3 separate regions of the Gossypium hirsutum genome follow, and regions 2 and 3 are each linked to region 1. The links are chromatin contacts, called in public Hi-C maps. All regions are on one chromosome and are shown on one strand. Each heading gives the region's core, a stretch centred on a gene start, on an enhancer-like site or on the middle of the called end of the contact. The rest is flanking DNA. Distances are from core to core; before and after follow the strand shown.

The links. Hi-C and Micro-C count contacts between places; a contact is called where the count stands out from the background.
Region 2: a Hi-C map of leaf shows a contact between it and region 1, with 1.9 times the contacts expected there. The contact joins the promoter of LOC107898471 here to the promoter of LOC107899720 in region 1. A contact is called at or near these places in 2 of 34 Hi-C or Micro-C datasets (both in leaf).
Region 3: a Hi-C map of leaf shows a contact between it and region 1, with 2.4 times the contacts expected there. The contact joins the promoter of LOC107899713 here to the promoter of LOC107899720 in region 1. A contact is called at or near these places in 4 of 34 Hi-C or Micro-C datasets (hypocotyl and leaf).

The regions. Positions count from the first base shown.
Region 1 is chrD04:16,308,028-16,311,598 of Gossypium_hirsutum_v2.1, reverse strand. LOC107899720 (transcription and mRNA export factor ENY2) reads left to right here and starts at 1,935. Exons shown (of 5, transcript XM_016825501.2): 1 at 1,935-2,081; 2 at 2,177-2,264; 3 at 2,370-2,464; 4 at 3,276-3,352. The coding sequence starts at 2,080.
Region 2 is chrD04:16,462,709-16,466,279 of Gossypium_hirsutum_v2.1, reverse strand. It overlaps LOC107898471 (calcium-binding protein CML38), which reads left to right and starts at 2,004. Exons shown (of 1, transcript XM_016823934.2): 1 at 2,004-2,839. The coding sequence starts at 2,370. The coding sequence ends at 2,792.
Region 3 is chrD04:16,439,595-16,443,165 of Gossypium_hirsutum_v2.1, reverse strand. It overlaps LOC107899713 (chloride channel protein CLC-b), which reads right to left and starts at 2,014. Exons shown (of 6, transcript XM_016825492.2): 1 at 1,645-2,014; 2 at 1,339-1,539; 3 at 1,069-1,246; 4 at 172-704. The coding sequence starts at 1,844.

The DNA of each region.
Region 1 (3,571 bases), core at 686-3,185:
ACTTGCAAATGTTTAGTGTAAAGAATAAAGTAAGTTCTTTAATTTTCACGCACAAATCGTAAAAAGTCTCTTTTATATAAGCATTTTGTAGACTTGTAAACCAAACTAGTGTAATTAGAATTAGCCAATGTAATTTCGTCTCAATCAAAATTTTCATTATGGAATGAGATAAAGTAAAGATCCCTTACAATTGAACTTTTTTGATTGCATATCTCTATAAAAAAGTTAGTCAATCACACTAGATTACTTTGAATTGTACCTGGTTGACTGAATTTCTTCCTCAGTATTAATCATGAAATTTGCTACATGAGATTCCTTAAAAAGATGCACAAAAAGAAACGTTTTAATTAAGTAAATTATGCTAACAAAATAAGAAAATTATAACTTGTTTAGTTGCAAAGTGAATTGCTACTAACTATTGCAATTGGCAGCATCAATAAGTTTATTCTTTTTGTATATTTGGAAATATCATTTATCTATTGTTAGATATTATTAGAGTTGTGTGACTTAAATTTTTATTAAATAAAATAAGAGATTGCTTGCAAGTTAAGTTAAACAAAATATATTTTCATTCTAGAAGATTTAGTATTTATTATTATAATATATTTAGTATTTATTAGCATAATTTATTTGATCTATAAATTTAGCTTATAAATAAGCTCTCTTATAACCTTAGAAAACACACCCATTAAAATATTAGAACTCAACACTTTTGAAGAATTTTGTGTTTACGTTTTGAGAGTTCTTTTTTTCGGGTTTCGGGGTTTAATTTTTATCTCTACCTTTTGCACTCTTCGTTCTTTTGCCATTATAATAAAATTATCTTTACGTGTAATTTTTTATCCTCTTTGAAGGGGTTTTTCCACATTAAATTTTTGTGTTTAATTTCTCAATTTCTTCTACTATTTTTACTTATTCATTGCTTAATCGGGTCGATCCCATCATTTATACTCATGTTTGGATATAAGTTAGGTACCATAGTCGAATTTTAATGCTTCGAGAACAATAACAGGTTGAGGCAACATACGTAGATAGCATAGATGTCATCCGAGTGGGGGACAATAATAGTGGGAGGGAGACCTGGGCACAGATGCAGCTTTCTATACAACAGTCAGCAACTTAGCTACTTGACTACTTGGCTAAGACAAGGAAATCCCATTTTCATACCAATGACCCTAGAGCTGCTTGAGAGAGTCCCTTTTTTTTCCAGCAGATGCCATTATTGTAGGATGGCACAAAATGAGCCTCAAAAACAGCATTAAATTAGCGATACTGGGGAACAGTGACGGTCACATGATCTTAACACAGAATATGAAAGCGACCAAGATGCAAAGTTTTCAACCACTCAATTTTCTTCCATAGATTACGTAAGAAACCACTAAAACAGCATTACCGGGGCTACGTGATACTGTTCTTTGCACAATCAGGAAAGTTAGCCACATACTTGAGGATGCTAGCCAGTTATTTATCTGTTCCTAGTGCCCCACGCGAACATGAACTCAGTCCCATCGAGTGTTAGGAAATGGCTCTTAGGTTCCACAAATATCTAGCACCTGTTCAGGTTGGACATATGCAGCTGAATCCACCTGCAATTCAATGAAAAAACAAAGAGAGACATAAAAACAGCTACCCAATATACATGGATGGGCAATTGGACACTATGTTGTCATAGGTGGTCCATATTAGTAAGATCTGAGGGTTAGGGTTCTACATTTATTTTCTCTAATATCAAAAGAGTTCCAACAAAATTCTTATACTAAGGGCAGTATCTAAATCTAAGGCCTAACAAGCTAACAGCTATGGAATTCTTTATGTCAAGGGCCTGTGTCCATCCTTGAAAAAGGCTTCAAGAGATGGCCTTGTAAAATGCAACTAAATCTAGGGGCAAATCTGGTAAAATACTTCCTGTCTGAAATCTCCCCTACGTTGTCGTTTCTAGGTGACGGTGGAGGCCAAGGAATTTTTTTTTTTAAATCCCTTCTTTTTTTCTTTGGGTTCTAGCTGTTTCGAAGTCAATAAAAATTTCTCCAATTTCCTCACAAATTTTCATTTCTATTTTGAGAGATTTAATTTAACATCATGCAAGTAAATTTCTTGTTTTTTTTTTCAGTTTAACTAAATCCATAATCAGAATCGAATCTTTAATCTTTTTTTTTTTTAAAACATCCCTCAACAGGAAACATTCAGTAAATCGGCCTCCAACCCCTGATGGTGCAGAAGATCAAGGGAATGAACCCACCCTTCAAGAAATTATTAATATCAAGGTTCTTTTCCCTTCTTTTTATTATTTCATTTTTTCTTTTTTCTTTTTTTTTGGGGGGGGGGGGTTGGTTCTTATTTATTTACTGTGATTTAATTGAATTTGGTAGTTAATTGAAAGCGGAGAAAAAGAGAGATTAATGGAACTGTTAAGAGAAAGACTTATAGAATGTGGATGGAAGGATGAGATGAAAGCTCTTTGCAGGTTTTTTTCTTTTCCCCACTATTTTTACTGTCTCCTTTGTATCTAGTTATTGTTTAAACTTTGAACTGCCTTGCTTCATATATTAATTTGTGTATTTATCTGCAATTGATCTTCTTTCTAATTGTTTAACCTATCATTTTTTGTGTTGGCTTAGTTATAATTAATCTTAAGGATTACAATTCATAGTTTCTGAAAATTAAGAGAATTTTCAAGTTCTTCATAGATAAGGAAATTAGAATTAAGTCATGGCTTGTTTAATACTTTATAAACAGTTTCTTTTTTAGAAAAAGTGGATCAAATTAAGTAATTGATCAATGGGGAAAAAAATTGTCATGGGGTTCTTAAGACTTCACTTGTTGCTTCCTACTTTGTATTGATGTGAAAGTGGATAATCTTAGAGCCAGATTGTGGTGCCAGTGCCTGGTCCCAAATATAAGTGATATGCTGAGTTTTTCTTACTTTTATGTTTTCTGTTACGACAATGAATAAAAGATGTTTAGGATGGTGATGCGTCAAATTGTGTCAATCGATGTGTTGTGGTGTTTTAGGTAATGACTAAACAATGCCGCAATAAGTTTCTTTATAGTTATGTAAAGCTGTATAGCTTTTGTGGGCTATTTATTTTCATGGAAAGAAAACCAGAGGGATGAAGTGCCGTGAGATAGAGAAATTAGTTCTTTATCCAAGAATCGATTTGTTTTGCTTGGCATTTAAGTTGATTGCAACGTATTCAATTTCCTTTTATGCATCATCTTTATGTGAAATCTTTATGATACTTTATAGAAATCTCTTCCATTTTGATGAATGACAGATCATATGTTAAGAAGAAAGGAAGAAATAATGTCACTGTGGATGACCTTGTTCATTTGATCACCCCAAAAGGCAGAGGTAAGAATTTGTAATTTTTTTTCCCTCTATTGTTATGCTTGTCCTTATCAGCATTCCATAGGTTGAAGCAATGGATCAATTAGAGTAGAGAGAATTAGTTCATACCAAGAAAGATCCTCGATTTTGTTCTTGGTATATGCTTCCTCATGCTATGATGTTCCACAGTCCTACCTGGTGGTTGATAATAAATTGGATTATGTCCGATTTACCCATTTTTAA
Region 2 (3,571 bases), core at 755-3,254, 150 kb before region 1:
ACTAGTAGGTAACTGTCCAATTTCTTGTGTAACTCTCATATATTCAAAATTTGAATGAAAATTATTCATATTTTTCAGTTACTATCTTTGCTGAGTTTCCATTTTTTAGTTTTTCTCTTCTCTTGCTTCATTCGTTTTCTTTTCTTTTCTTGCTGAAAAATCCAACAGATATAGACCATTTACTGCGCCAGTGTTTTGTTGCGAAATCGGTATGGTTCACTTTAATTCAGACTCTTCAGAGAGTTTTTGTCAATGAATAGTAAAGAATGGGCGCTATTGAATATACGAGATCCAGCTTACTTTGCGAAAGTGGATGCTGTCGACTGGGACCTGCTGTTTGGATTTATATGTCGAAACTTATTGAATTTGTTGAAATAAGCTTGTCCTTGACCCTAGCTTTATTGAAACAAAAGGAATTTTAGAGAAAAGCAACATGATATGTATTGACATGCGAAGAGCAGTTGGTCTCGTGGGGCGACAGCAAAGTGCCAGTGACCAAAAGTATAGTTGGTTGGTAAGCTGGGAGAAACCGATGGAAGTATGGTGTAAGGTAAATACAGTCGGGGCGTTGCGGAATGAGGAAGGGGTGGCATCGCCCAGGGAATTATTCAAGATGTTGATGGACGTTGGCTGATCAGTTTCTCAAGAAGCTTTGGGCCATGGCCGATCCTAGATGCCGAGCTGTGGGGAGCTTATGATGGGTTAAAATGAGAAATGGACATGGGTATGAGGAAGGAGATTTTAGAGACGAATAACATGGAGGTTGTTTGACTGTTGAGGCATAAAGGAAATCTGGCAGCTAATAAGGCGGTGTTACGATCGATTTGGCACTTACTTGGGAAGGAATGGGATGTTAGGGTGACACATGTCTTTCGCGAAAGAAATTAGGCAACGGACGAGATAGCGGCAATAGCTTGGGCTATGAATAATTCGAGAGCCTCTTTAAACATTAGGACAACATCTTCAATATGATTCCAGCAGTGTAGGAACAAGAAGAGTAATGCATAATTAGTCTAATTTAGAATTTAAATCCTTTCATTAAAAAAAAAACCCTCAAAAACTGTGATTGCAATAATAAAAAAATGTGACCACATTTAACCATTTCAGCATAATTCAATTTTTTTTTAAAAATCCTTAGAATTTTAAAAATTATAAAAAAAATATTAGAATGAGTGACTTTTTAAGTTTTTATTTTTTTGGAACACCTCTTCTTCTCCTTCTATTTGGCTCTCTTCATCTCAAACCTTCCGCCATTGTTGGTCCAGCAAAACCAATCCAATTTCTCGGATTTCCCATGGAGTCCATCTCTAAACTAGATTTTTATCTCTAGAAACAATGGCTTCGCTACCGGGTCTAAGCCGCTGGGTTCTTCTGGAAAACTCTTCTATTTCTCTGTTTGGTATTGCAACATGTCTAGAAATAACATTGTTGTTTGATCCTCCGATGACTCTCTTCGGGCCAAAACTTGTTACCGGGGATGCCAGCAGCGACTGGTAACCGAAATTCAACGGGGCTGGTATTGGAAGAAGGGGGATGTCTGGTTTATGGGAATATTTGACATAGTTTGGATTTTCCAACTGATACGATTTTGCCCAACCACACAATGAATTTCCTGAATTTGTTTGAATAAAGACTAAATTATATAATATTATTTAGGTGAACATTCCTTTAATGATTTAAGGAGAGAATAATCAAAAGTAATAATATTAGTTATTAAAACAAAAAACTTAACTCTTATAATATTAATACTCTTACCAAATAAAGAGAGTGAATATGATTTTTAATGTTAATTCTGAGGTCTATAGTGTAAAACATGAAGAAGAAAGAAGGTCAAGTAATTTTATTACCAGATTTATAATGACGAAATGGATGAAGGCTCCCATTAATTTCCTATCTTGGTGGGAAATTTGATAAAGTCAAACCTTTCTGCCCCTTTTCTGGGTTATTTACCACTAGTCTTCAATAATTTATTAGGGTTGTGGGAGTTCTGATTTGATGGTTGGCCGTAAAAACCCCTCCCTCTACCAATCCATTAGTCTGAATGCGCTCCTTTTTTTCTTTCTTTGATTCCAGCTTTAACACTTCCTTTTTCCTTCAAACATCCCCATGCATGAAGTTGAAAGGTCAAAGTCTTCTTTAGCCCCTAAAGACAAGTTACAAGGTGGTCAGCTCACGCCAGGCGCCCACTTCGCTCATCCCTTTCGTATAATTTACATACACACACGTTGCCCTCACTTTCCTATTCCCCATTTTAGGCTTGTGTTGCAACCCAACTATATAACATTTTGGGGTTTAAGCTAGCTTTATATGTCATGTGAACCTTCATCTTGATGCTCCATTTTGTTTAGAGCTTGATTCCCATTATTGGAATGGACAAACACCAAGAATACGAGAGGGTATTTAATCACTTCGATGAGAATAAAGATGGGAAGATATCCCCAGCGGAGCTTCAACAGTGCGTGAAGGCTATAGGAGGGGAGCTGTCGCGGGAAGAGGCGGAGGTGGCGGTGGAGGTGTTGGATACGGACGGGGATGGATTGTTGGGGTTGGAGGACTTCATTAGGTTAGTGGAAGAAGTAGGAGAGGAAGAGAAAGTGAATGATTTGAAAGAGGCTTTCAAGATGTATGAGACGGAAGGTTGTGGGTGTATTACGCCAAAGAGTTTGAAGAGGATGCTTAGTAGATTGGGTGAGTCTAGAACTTTAGAGGAATGTAAATCCATGATTGCTCAGTTTGATCTTAATGGCGATGGAGTCCTCAATTTTGATGAATTTAGAGTCATGATGTTATGATCTTGTCATATTTACATATATAATCTTAACGATGAATTTGAAGTCAAGATGCTTGGATGTATATATATACATATCTTTCTTCTTCTCTTTCCTTGTTCCTTGTTGAGATTTCTTAAAAATATTTTTATTTCTCATAACGATATTAAGATTTTTTATATTAAATGTCAATAATATGATATGTTCAACAAAGTAATCGGAACATCCATTAGGTATTTTTTAGCACATAAAAATTTTGAGAGGTTACGAGTAAGGAACATCCATTAGGTATTTTTTAGCACATAAAAATTTTGAGAGGTTACGAGTAAGTTCACGGAGAGGAGTGTTTGATCCCTTTTCTTAATACATATGGGAGTTGAATAGGTAACTTGAATACCACTTTATCTAGCCTTTTTGTTGAGGCAATTTCGACTTATGAGGAAATAAAATCAAGCACGGACACTTCGAATCTAATACCAAGCCTATTGAGAGGGTGTATAAACTCTTAAGAATGACACTTCAAAAATTTCTCCTTAAAATTAGATTAAAATCCCCTAAAAAATAAAATAATGCAATAAGTGCATTAAAAACTTCAGCTCAAGTGTTCATCTATTTTAAACCTCTAAATAAGTTGGGTCATAAACACAAAAATAATTAAAATTTTAATTTTCTTATAAAGTAATAATTATTACTGTGAGTGTATTTTTATTTTTTACAACTTATTTTTCTTGAAAAACAACAAGTGCATTTTTATTTTATTTTATTTTCAATTAAAGCCTATTTTTTAAAAAAAATAAAATAAA
Region 3 (3,571 bases), core at 765-3,264, 130 kb before region 1:
AACAGATTAAAAACATTGATTACTAATCAAGCAATCAAACCGAATTATATTAATTTTGAATTGCTCATTGACCATTTATCAAATTTTTAGAATATGTTCAAAATAAATCAATGTAGTTGTAGGATTGATGTGATACCATAATTGAAGAGGAAGATGGATTATGTATCTTACTGGTTAATGAGATTGTAGACTCTGAGGACCTTATGAAGAACATGATTATATAAGCTTCCCAAAAGTCCACCAATGATTCCAATTATGATAATCGGGATTACATCCATGGCTTGGTAGCTGACTTTAACATCGCTAACATCGAACATGATCAACCCTCCTGTTCCAAAAAGGCCACATTTCCCAGAATTGCAGATTTCGATGAATGCCCTTAGCACTACCACCACCACTGCTGTACTAAAGAAAGTTCTCCAGAGAAGGGCACTCCTCCACCATGTTGCAACTTCTTCGAGAGCAAATAGGACACCTCCCACAGGGGCACGGAAAGCTGCACAAACACCCGAGGAAGAACCACAGGTGATAATATCTCTGCGATCGCGATCATTGTTGAAGTAGCGAAGCCAACGCCACTTGATGCGGTAGTTATCAGGCCCTCCCTGGGCTAGTAATGAAGCGATGCAACTCCCAATGTGCACTAAAGGCCCTTCTTTCCCCAGATCTAGACCAGCAGAAACTGCTCCAATGCTGCCAACAATCTACAATTTTACAAAATTCATCAGCACCACTAAGAAACAAATTAAAGTGAAACTATCTCATACTAGATCCAAATTATAAAGAAACAAAGTAAAAGTATCTCATACTAGATCCAAATTTACCAGCACACTAATTAAGAAACAAATTAAAGTGAAAGTATCTCACTGGATCCAGATTAAGAAACAAATTAAAGTGAAACTGCTCCAATCCTTAAATCCCGGACAAAAGCAGCAAAGCATAAAGCACAATAGCAACCCCACAATTGATCTATAGGACAGAAAACAACTCTTGAAATGCCGGATCTGATCGATCTCTACCGTCCATAATTGTTTTAAACACGCATTTCTAACTGAAAAGGTAACCAACCTTGACAAGCAATGTTGTAGCACCAAACATGTTAGGAGTATCAACTCCATTGAGATAAGCCTTGATTTCAGGGATACCAGGACCAGCTGCAGTTGGGGCAAAACACACACAGAGAACTGCAGCAATCAAGGTCAGAAAAAAGTTTATCCCAGTGAAAAAGATCAACCCAGATATATACCTGCATCAAGTCACCTAGTCATTATCAAAATCAAATTCAGATCATCTTGGATGTAAAACTGAAGTTTAGTCTTTGATCATTAAAGTCCTTACCTGCCCTCCTCTATGAAACCAACAATAGCAAGAAGCTTATAGCCAGCAATATTCTCAATTGCAAGATTGATAAGGGTGGCAATCAATCCTGTCAACAATCCAACAAGGAAAGCCAAAGACCATTTCAAGAAAATGTACTGCAAAACTTGAACTTTAGATCTTCTTCTCCAATCATGCTTGAAAAGATCATTTTCATTTATCCTGCATCAATTTGTTTTTTTCTTTCAGTAGATGTTATCAGAAACAATGATCAAAGAAGAAGAAAATTCAGAATTTAGAAATATATGTGTATATATAGATTATTACTCATAATCCAAACTCTCAATATGGGAGACCTTGGCTCCAACCAAGGCTAGTGGAGTGGAAGAAAGGGTTCTGTTTCTTTTGAGAAGTGGCTGACGCAAAGAATTGCTCTCAGGATCTCTTCCTTCTTCTTCTTCATAAGTTTCAGCCTCCAAGCTATGGGGTGTTTCTGGATTTGCCAAATGGTTTGAATCCTCCTCCATCAATCAAAGAAGGCAAAGACAAAAGTGTTGGCTTTTGAATGGCAATGGATTAGCATTAAGGAGGAAGCAAAAGCTTTTTATATCTCTTGAAACTTTATAGTAAGCACTTAAGCTTCTTTGTCCTACTTTAAACCCATCTTTCTTCACATGAAGTTGCACGATATACACACTAGTTAAAGAAAGTTTAACCATTTTTGGTCTTTAATATAACATTTTTGAATTTTTTCTATTTTTAAAAATAATTTTTATTTTTATTTTTTATAAATATCCTTTTAAATAATCCCTTGTTCGGTTTTTCTTTTTTTGACCATATAATCCATGCATGCAGATCACGCAAATCACTCCTCAGATCTTTAGTGTGTTCAAATGGATGAAAATTGGCCCACCTACAATCAAACTAGGCCACATTTTTACTCCAAAATTGGCCCCACCAATAATGAAGTCCTCACTCAGAAATTTACTGCAACATATAGAATAAGATGAAATTGGATAAATTCATGTTCACATTGGTTGTTTATTGCTTTGGCGTTTGTCTCTTTATTGTTCACAAATTGATAATTATGGGGGGGTGTTCTTCATGACAGATGGGAACCAATCTCATCTCAATCAAAGCCCACTTGGATATAACGTTTAAAGATCTAACGGTGGACAAAAATCCGACCCTTGGATATTGGAAAGGGTGGCCTTATCCATTAATTTAATAATATATTTGTGGGACTCAATAATTGAAAATGAAAAGTGATGGGATTTTGGTGTTTTTATTTATTAGGCGCCAGGTGTCAGATATTCAGGTGGGTTGACGATGGATGATCCACATTACTGGGGATGTAACCCATGGACGTGGGAAACCCTCAACCATCCGATGTTATTTGGACAAAAGAAATCCAAAATACAATCTCGAGACGCCACTTTCCAGCAAAATCAGCAGACCAAGCAAAGAGCATGGGATGGCATGATATATGTGATGTAAGAAATGTGGATGGAATGCCCCCATATTTTTCCTTTTGCCTTTTTAAACAAATTCATCATTATTTTTCACTTCCAACAAAATATATCAATTTAAAAAAGGAAAATAGCTTTAGGTGAAAAAAAAGGTCAGGAAAGACGAATACATAAAAAGATGACGGTTTTTAAAAGTTGAGGTTGAAATTTGTGAGTTCATCCGCCCACCGAAATCATTCATACTAACCACTTACGCCACGATTCTAAAAAAAAAGAAAGTATATATTAAATTTTATAAACATTAATCTTTATCAATATAAAAACAAATTCAAGAAAAACAAATCGGATCAATTAAGTTTTAGTTTGATTAATATGAATATCGATATCAATAAAAGAGGAATGTAAGTTTAAGTGTATTGAAACACATTATCCTCCTATTTATGAGTTGGAAAAAAACTCTTGGTAATTTTAAATATTGTATCAAAAATAATAAATATAATTAAAATCTATAATGAAATTAAACATGTGAGAACAATATGTAATTAATCAAAACAATTTTTTCCTTTACTTACTGCTATCTGCTATCGACCATTATTATAGAGAAGCAAAGGAATTATTAAACACCTATTTAAATTTCTATATGATATGCAGTTGTTTCTCCACTTTAATTTTTTACTTATTTGTACCATGACTACTACTCATAATCGATTTTAAATGATTATATAAATTAATATTTCTTTCTTTTCACTTATTAAACATTTGTTATAAAAAAAGTACGGAATACA